Linked DNA regions of Sus scrofa: region 1 is linked to region 2. The links are chromatin contacts, called in public Hi-C maps. All regions are on one chromosome and are shown on one strand. The core of a region is the stretch at or near the end of the contact, and the rest is flanking DNA. Distances in the headings are between cores, read along the strand shown. Region 1 has its middle 58 kb from the start of SLCO3A1. Region 2 overlaps SLCO3A1 (solute carrier organic anion transporter family member 3A1).

Region 1 (4,242 bases), core at 12-2,511, 180 kb before region 2:
GAGATAGGCAATAAACAAATAACATGAAATAACACACTATTATGTAACATAATATTATGTAGGTAAGTGTAGCCAAAAAATAAAAGATAAAGAGCCTCAATGTAGAGGGTGACAGACCCTGATCTTTAGGAAAGGTTGATGATAGAAGACTTTTCTATAGAGGTGACATTCAGGCAAGATCTGAAACAGTCATGCCAATATCTTGGGGAAAGAGGGAAGGAGAATTCCAAATGAAGGGAGCAATGAGTGTAAAGTTCCTGAAATGGGAGCATAAAATCTAATTCTTCTGGATTTCCCAATGTGGCTCAGTGGGTTACGAACACAAGTGTCCATGAGAATGCAGGTTCTACACCTAGCCTCGCTCAGTGAGTTAAGGATCCTGCATGGCCATAGCTGCAATCCAGGTTGCAGACTTGGCTCGGATCTGGCATTGCTGTGGCTGTGGTGTAGGCTGGCAACTGCAGCTCTGATTTGATCCCTAGGCTGTGAACTTCCATATGCCATGGGTGTGGCCCTGAAAAGAAAAAAACAAAAAACAAAACATAAACCTTTTGAGCATTTATTGCATGTAAAACTATTCACCTAAAGTTTGTTTTTCCCACCATCCACTGGAAGCTTCATTAGGGCAAGGATGGTATCTGGCTTATTCACCAGTTTTTCCCACTATGATGCAATGGTACATGCACTTGCCCAATAAGTATCTATAAAAGGCACAAATTACCACAAGCCATCTTTACGTATCCTTCAGTTTGTTTCTGGACTATCTTTTCAGTCCCAGGAATCTGTTTGTTTGTGCATCAGTCTCACACTAGTTTAATTACTGAGGGTTTAGAGTTTATCTTAACATTTGGTGGTACAGTCACAGAAGGCATGATTCAAGGAATGGGCTACTTACGGAGATACAAACATAAGTAAAACTAGAGTCATCGACCTGGTGAGGGTCCACTTCTAATAGGATGGTATGGGGGTGGGGAGAAAAGCTTAATTTCAAAGAAGAGATTGGCAGCATCATCCAAGTCTGAGCAATGAATGCATAAAAGCGAGAAATGGAAAAGGAAAGAAACCTTATCCACATGCATAAGCAGGCTGACATTGGAAAATCCTCAAAATGGGGCTCAGGGTTTTAATTCAAGTTGAGCTTATTGGGAGCCATTTGTAGGTTCTAAAAAGGGCCTGTGCTATTTCCAGTCCTGAAACTGAGTGGTGAGTGTTAGTATCTGTGAAACAGAGCCCAGAATAAATTCCTGCTGAGATGGTATGACCGGTGTGGGGTATGGTGTGACCTGTTCATCTGATCCTTGTGAAGTAGCAGGGATATGGACAGCCCAGAGTGTTCCTCGGTGCCCTTGCTTTGAACCAGGGCAGGCCTGGGGCCTGAGGGTTAAGTGTGGACTTAAAAAATTCAGCAGCTCTCTAAGACAGTTCTGTGGCGATAACCCACTTGTGCCCTTGGGCTGAGGCTTGCTTTTCCCCAGCCCCAAACATGGATAATGTTGCTAGCTGTCCCAGATTTTAGAGGATGAGATGGCAAGAGGTGAAAATGTCACTGCTCTTGGCCAGAAGAGGATGCCTAGGCAGGTTTAGAAGCCTCGACAACCTCACATGCAGGAGAGCAGTTAAACATGTATTTTAGTCTGTACCTGGGTTGCAAATATTTCCAACATTTTGTGTTTGTGCTATTTCTCTCACCATGAGCTTCCAATTCTATGGGTAAGCCTGTGTCTATTGTTTATTTCATATTCCATGTTTGGGTCTCAAGTTTGAGTCTGAATGAATTTTCATAACCCAAATCATGCCCTATATGATTTTCAAGGACTATTTAAGTAAGCAGAGTAGTTTCATAAGAGATAACTACCCAGTTGTGTATGTTAAAGTTTTAAAACATAAAAAAGCTAAAGTTATAGCTTTTCATAAAGTCAGCTATAACTGTCATGAAGTCTCACTCACCTCATTGTTGCAGACAAGCATGGACGCCCCTCCTGCCGAGAGACGGGCACATGAAATGTCTTGGCTGGAGTCTTAGGAAGGTCGGAGAGGAGCATAGTGGTTTCTCATATCTGTCAACATGCTGTGAGCCCCCCGTGTGCACTCATTATTGGTGCCTCATTATCGTCTTTATCCATATGAGTTCAGATTAAGGGGAAAGGGATTCCAAGGGAGAAAAGCATCTTTGGCCCTTCCTGGATTCACTCTCAGGAACACTAATACATCTTGCAAAAGTGCTTTGTCTGCCACCACCCAACAGAGCCAGCAATGAGCACCCCTAGAGCTCTGGGCGGTCCCACCTCCTACACCAGAGACAGGTGCCTAATTTGCTCCTTTGGGAACAGGATGTGACCATCTAAAGGGCAAGGAATCTGCAGTGGTTGATTGAATGGATCAAAGATGCCGTGTAGGGGAACAAATATAAATAGAAGACAAATAAGTTCTGGAGATCTAATGCATAGTGTGGTGAATATAGACGGTGATATTATAGTATAATCATCACATTTGCTAAGAGACTAGATCTTAATTATTGCCACAAAAAAAAAGATAGAAATGATAGTGTGATGTGATAGAGGATACAAGGACAATCATGTTACAACATAGAAATGTATCAAATCAACATGTTGTACACCTTAAATATATCCAATGGTATATTTTTAATGTATTTCAATTTTTATTTTAATATTGATGTAGAGAACCACAGGAATCAGCTGAAGGGTATGTTGTGAAGGTTTTGGTCTCACAGATGGCAGATCTCATTCAAGTTCTGGCCTTTACATTCATGAGCCCTTTGGCCACGCAAGTTACTTTGCTCTCTCTTTGCTCCAATTTCTTCTTCTGTTGGGAGAAGCATGACACCTACTTCACAGGAGGCTTGTGAAAATTTACACACGGCAACATATATAAAGTGCATGCACGGTACACAGTACCTCAGTCCCCAGGTGATATAAATGAGCAAATCCATTTCTGAGAATTGGTTGCCTCCAGCTATGGTGGCTGGACTGCTCTTTGCTATAAAGACTGTCGGGACTAGGCCTTTATCATTTTACTTAGGCTTAAATTAGTAATTAATAAACCTTGACTTTTGTAGATTTTAACAATAATAGTAAACCTTCAGCCCTTGTATTATCACTGAATTTTTCCCTTTACCTCCATATGCCTCAGTGTCCACTCTGCCTTCCCCAGCGGACAGCTCAGTCTGTTTGCAACTATCTGTTCACTGCCTTAAAAACAAACTAGCAGGAAATATTTGTGACTGAAGTAAAAAATAAAATAAAATAGATCTAATTATTAGCATACAGCTTATTGAGTTTGATCCTTTGCCCTTCACTAATCCCATTAGCACGAAACATTTATTCCTACTCTTAGGGACAGGAGCAATTGATTATCTATATATAGATTTCACATGGACTTCCATTGTTGTGGTTCTGGCATAGGAGGAAAGAATGGTTAACGAAAATAGTAAGACGTGCAACAGAAGGAAATGATCAGGAGCTCTGGACTTAGGTAAACATGAAGAGACAAGGGGCAGATGGACTAAAGCAAGTTAATTTGTGTCCACCAAGTCTCCCAAGTTCCAGAGCATTAAGTACAGTAGAGGGCAAAGATGTTGGAAGAGACTGGAAGTCCAGACTGGAAGTCCAAGATAAAGTTTAGAGAGACGCTCCCCCAGGTCTTCATCCTGACCATGTGTCTAATGAAGGAATGAGATCTTCCTCTGGAACCATCATTACTGTCCTCATCCTGAGAGTTTAGTGAAAATCAAAATATTATGCAAGATTGTGAATCAGAGATAGATTCCACTAGAATTTAACTCATCCTTGGAATCTGATCAGAAATACAACACAATTAGGTTGCAGGACTCACCCCTTACCAGGGGTCTGCCTCTCTTTTGAGGAGAGGCAAACATAGAAGGTGGGGGCTGAAGAAAATATTAAGTTATTGGCCAGATGATGGAGGTCCCAGAAGATTCTTATCGGGATTTCAAGATGACATTCTCAACCCAGACTTGGCCATGGAGAGAGCAGTGACTTCCAACTTCCTTGGAAGGGAATAACGCCTGTCTATCACCTGAGTTTTGAAACCATCATTTTCCTAGACCTGAGAGGAAAATCTAAGAGGACCCAACTCTACTTGTTCCATGCTACCTGAATGAAAGAACTTTAAGTGTATTATGGACCTTTTCAATTTTATTAGGATCTCAAGGGGTTAATAAAGTGTGTACCAGAGTTTCTGCTATAGTGCACTGGGTTAAGA
Region 2 (4,428 bases), core at 1,040-3,539:
ATCAAGAGCAAATTCTTAAAATGACAATGATAAAAGTAAAAGATACAATGGTCTGGTCATTTGATTTTTTTTTTTTTTTTTGCTGTCGCTGGTTATTATGAAGTGATACATTTTACAGTTCCCTTTTTCGGGTATGGTAAATGTTGAGATGCAGCTGCTATAACAAGCAAGGCCTCACATACGTCATTGCTTAAATATTTATTTCTAACTTGTGTGACGTCCAAAACAGATTTTACTCATAGGGCTGCTCATCACCAAGGGGTGGTGGCTCTTTCCACTTCGTTATTGCCATATCCAACATGTCACGTGTGTGGTTGCTGGGCTCATTTGCATTGAGGAAAAGGAAGGGACCTGGCAGAAGGGCTGCCCTGTGGTGTCCCTGGGAGGCTGGGAAATAGTGCTGAGTATGGAAAGAGAGAATCTTAGTCAACAGCAGCCCCTCTCTGCCACGAGGAGTCAGTGGTTTTTAGTACAATACCCTCTTTAAGGGGTATTGCCCTTTATGCGCTGCCAAGTACATTCTTGAGAAGTGTTTCCTTTGATCCCCACAGGAAAGTTGTTATTGTTCCCATTTTGCAGATGGGAACACAGAGGCTCAGATGATACAGGTAACTTGCTCATGGCCCCAGAGGAGCAGGTGCTGGCGTCAGACTGGAATCCAGGCCGTCTTAGGCCTCATACTGTTCCTGGCTCTGGGCTTTCTTCCCATGCATTTTTGAACGTGGCCTCGAGTCCTACCTTTAGACTTTTTGATGTGTGCTGCGCTGACTCTCTGGCGAGTCGTGGCCATAACCCCCATCTGATGGGCTCTGGGGACTTGTCTCCTCAGTGACAGCACACAGACCAGGACACCATGGTGGGCAGAGTTTTCAGAAACTTTGGGGAAGAAAGAGATGTGCATTAAATCCAGTGCCTCAAAGAGCAGGGGAATCCGAGAAGGCGTGGGATTAAGGGGACAAACACCTGAGGACCCACCCCCCATCCCTGTGCCTGGGAACCCAAGCCAGCCCTTGCCCTCAAGCTCTGCTGAGGAGACCTTAGCCCCTCACATGGTTGAATATCCCATAATGAGTTAGAAGCCTGAGATCCTGCTCAAGTCCCCGCATTCTGCGGTACTGAAGAAGGACTTTTAAAACTAGACCTGTAATTCCCTTTGTGGCTCAGTGGTTAACAAATCCAACTAGGAACCATGAGGTTGTGGATTCGATCCCTGGCCTTGCTCAGCGGGTTAAGGATCTGGTGTTGCCGTGAGCTGTGGTGTGGGTCGCAGACTCAGCTCGGATCTGGCGTGGCTGTGGTGTAGACCCCCTAGCCTGGGAACCTCCATATGCTGAGGGTGTGGCCCCAAAAAGTCAAAAAGACGAAAAAAAAAAAAAAAAAAAACCTCGACCTGATGGCTCAAAATAAATATCCTCTCTCACCAGGAACAATCTCACTTGGGTCTCTGTGGCTTTTTCAGCTTCGAGCTCTCTCCCCTGTCCTTCATTGACCGCTCACTTCCTCACCCACTCCCGTGCGTCCCCAGCTTGCCTTCATGCCTCTTTTGCTGTCTTGCCAGCTGCCTCCTTTTTCTTCGCCCAGCCTGGCCTGGCCTGCATGGTGGTATTGGCAGGACTTGCGTTAGGGCGGAACCTGTGCGGATGCAATAAGTGGGAAAAGAAGGTTTGCCCATGGGCACACTTGGATGGTGGGAAGTTAGCAGGCAGCCTGTGAGAGCCTGAGTGCGTGAGTCTGTGTCTCTTGAGTGTGTATGTGTGAGAGAGTCTCTGTATGTGAGTCTGGGTATGTGTGTGTGAGAATTTGTGAGTCTGTGATTCTCTCTGTGTGATTGTGTCTGTGTGTGAGAGTCTGTATATGAGTCTATGTGTGAATGTGAGTCTGTGTGTATGAGTCTATGAGTGAGAGTCTGTGTGTATGTGTGTGTGTGTGTGGGCCTCTTGTTTATGTGTCTGCGTGTGTGTGTGTGCGTGCGCTCTGGGGGCAGTTCTTGGGAGCTGGTGTAGGTGCTTTTCTCTGAGTGGCTTCTACTCCCAGAATTGGCTCCTGGAGGCCTCTGGCAGGAGTGAGCCAGTCGTTTGAGACTGTTGGGCCCTGAGAACAGTGATTCCAGCTCCCAGCTTTGCTGAAGTGGGGGTGGGGTGAAGCGCAAAGAGGAGCCGGGAAGGGGACCTTGTGAAGCTGGCTGCCTTCAAGATCCTTCTCAGGCAGTTCTGTTAGAATCTGTGTGGTTCATCTCAGCCTGGCTCCTTCAGTGAGTCACACAGAAGGCATCCATCCAGGCCTCCTTCTGGCAGCCACAGGGCAGTTGTGCCCAGCTAATCATGGGCAGCTCTGATCTGAAGTAACAAGGTTGAGTGGAGCTAGGTTGAGAAATGACCCCGACGGAAACCGGGGCTCGGGCTAGCTGCTCCCGCTGCACGGTGCCTGCACTCATGGCTGGTGATGAGGTCAGGGCGTTTCTGCTTTGTGACAGATTTGGGACACGGAGGAAAGAGGGGTCGAGGCTTGGTACTGACCGAGGCCAGCGCTGACTCCAGAGCAGATGGAGTGGTCCACATTCAGGGAGTGTGGACAGCACTGAGTTTAACCCGAGGAGGATTCTGATGACTGGCAAACAAATATCCTCTGATGCATCACAAGCACCAGCATCTCTCAGTGAGCTGTTCTTCTCACTGAACACAGCACAGCATCACTGTGTCCCAGGGTGCCTGGGTGGAAAAATCCCTCTTGGATCTGGGCAGAAAATTGTGCTTCTGAGCAGTCCAGGCTATGGTATTGAGCCCAGTGCCTGAATTTTGTGGGCTGGAATTTGTGTTAAGGCACTAGGCAGAGATGTGCTTTTCGAATGCAAATTTTAGGAACATTTTACTTCAATGGTTCCCTGAGGAGCAGTAAGCGTTCCCAGATCCCAATTAACCTGGGTGCCTTAGAATGAATGCCTCAGCAGTGGGAGGAATCCATGCCTGGGCCTTGGTGATACTTCTCAGAGCCAGCAGCTGGCAAGGTGCTTTCAACACGAGGCTGGGTGATAAGGTGGCGCTTTGCAGAATGCAAAAAACTTTGAACCCTTGCTTCTGCAGAGAGCTTGGCTGCTGCATCACAGATCACATTTGTATGGCATTTTACTTACAAAGATCAGCTTTAGTCACGGAGAAGACAAAAGCTTCGTGTAAGTGTTCTTGCCTCTTTTTTTGGACAGCAAGAGAGATGAGACATGATTTGCATTTTTGAACTCTGCTCTCAAATCAAATCACTTTATAAATGACTTTAAAACTGTCTTATTGTGTTTAGGCGGCTGTAACAAAAATAACCACAGACTGCCTGGCTTAAACAAGTATTTGTTTCTCACAGTGTTGAGGCTGGGGGGCTGGGAAGTCCAAGGTCAAGGCCCAGGCAGTTTCAGTGTCTAGTGAGAACTCACTTTCTGGTTCATTTAGATGGTTGGCTTCTCACTGTGTCCTCACTTGGCAGAAGGGACACGTTTGTTCTTTGGAATCTCAGTTGTTTTTTTGTTTGTTTTTTTGTTTTTGTTTTGTTTTGTTTTGTCTTTTTAGGGCCGCACCTATAGCATATAGAAGTTCCTGGGACAGGGGTTGAATCAGAGCTGCAGCTGCCAGCCTATGCCACAGGCACAGAAACACCAGATCCAAGCCGCATCTGTGACCTATACCACAGCCCACAGCAATGCTGGATCCTTAATCCACTGAGCAAGACCAGGGATCAAACCCGCATCTCCATGAATGCTAATCAGGTTCGTTATCACTGAGCCACAATGGGAACTCCTGGGGTCACACTTATAAGGCACTAATCCCATTAATGAGTGTTCTGCACTCATGGCCTAAGTAATTCTCTCTCCAAAACCCCACCTCTTACTTAATACCATCTTATTGGGAATTAGGATTTTACCATACTAATTTTGGGGGGACACAGATGTTCAACCCATTAAAAAAAACTCTTTGTAAATGATCCAAAAGAGTTGCCTCTGAAGTAGTTTTGAAATGTCTTAATCTTTTTGTGTTGCTTATGGTTTTCTTTTTAAGTATGCACAGAAGTAGTTAGATGATAAGAATTTTATGTCTAAATAAATGCAATAACTCTTGCATTTATATTTATTTTAAATAAAAACTTTCAAGTGAAAAAGGAGCATTTTGATGATCACAGCCTACTGGAGAAGCATAATGAAGCACAGAGTACATTTTGTAGTTCAATTGCTTTACACAGAAGTGAAGCGCGGGGGGCGGGGGGGTCTAGATTAATCTGTAAGAGTATAAATAGCTCCCCACTTTAAGCTTTATGTAGTGTCCTGTGGTAGAATATCTATTCTAGTTAGGCTTTTCTTTGGATAATAATGCTATCTGTTTCTATCCCTTCTTTCCTAGTTCACAGGAGCTGATGTGGGGACATAACCCAGAAGCATTGTCACATGGT

The links. Hi-C and Micro-C count contacts between places; a contact is called where the count stands out from the background.
Region 1: a Hi-C map of skeletal muscle shows a contact between it and region 2, with 2.3 times the contacts expected there. The contact joins two enhancer-like sites. A contact is called at or near these places in 2 of 47 Hi-C or Micro-C datasets (heart right ventricle and skeletal muscle).

The regions. Positions count from the first base shown.
Region 1 is chr7:87,158,865-87,163,106 of Sscrofa11.1, reverse strand. No RefSeq gene overlaps it. Among named protein-coding and RNA genes, the nearest start is that of SLCO3A1, 58 kb to the right of the region's middle. Within about 2 kb of position 1,261, at least 4 of the 83 cell types and tissues checked have an H3K27ac peak or open chromatin away from gene starts, as enhancers often do. A contact at or near this core is called in skeletal muscle, where this site is marked.
Region 2 is chr7:86,984,357-86,988,784 of Sscrofa11.1, reverse strand. All of the region lies in intron 2 of SLCO3A1 (solute carrier organic anion transporter family member 3A1), which reads left to right. Among named protein-coding and RNA genes, the nearest start is that of SLCO3A1, 120 kb to the left of the region's middle. Within about 2 kb of position 2,289, at least 32 of the 83 cell types and tissues checked have an H3K27ac peak or open chromatin away from gene starts, as enhancers often do. A contact at or near this core is called in skeletal muscle, where this site is marked.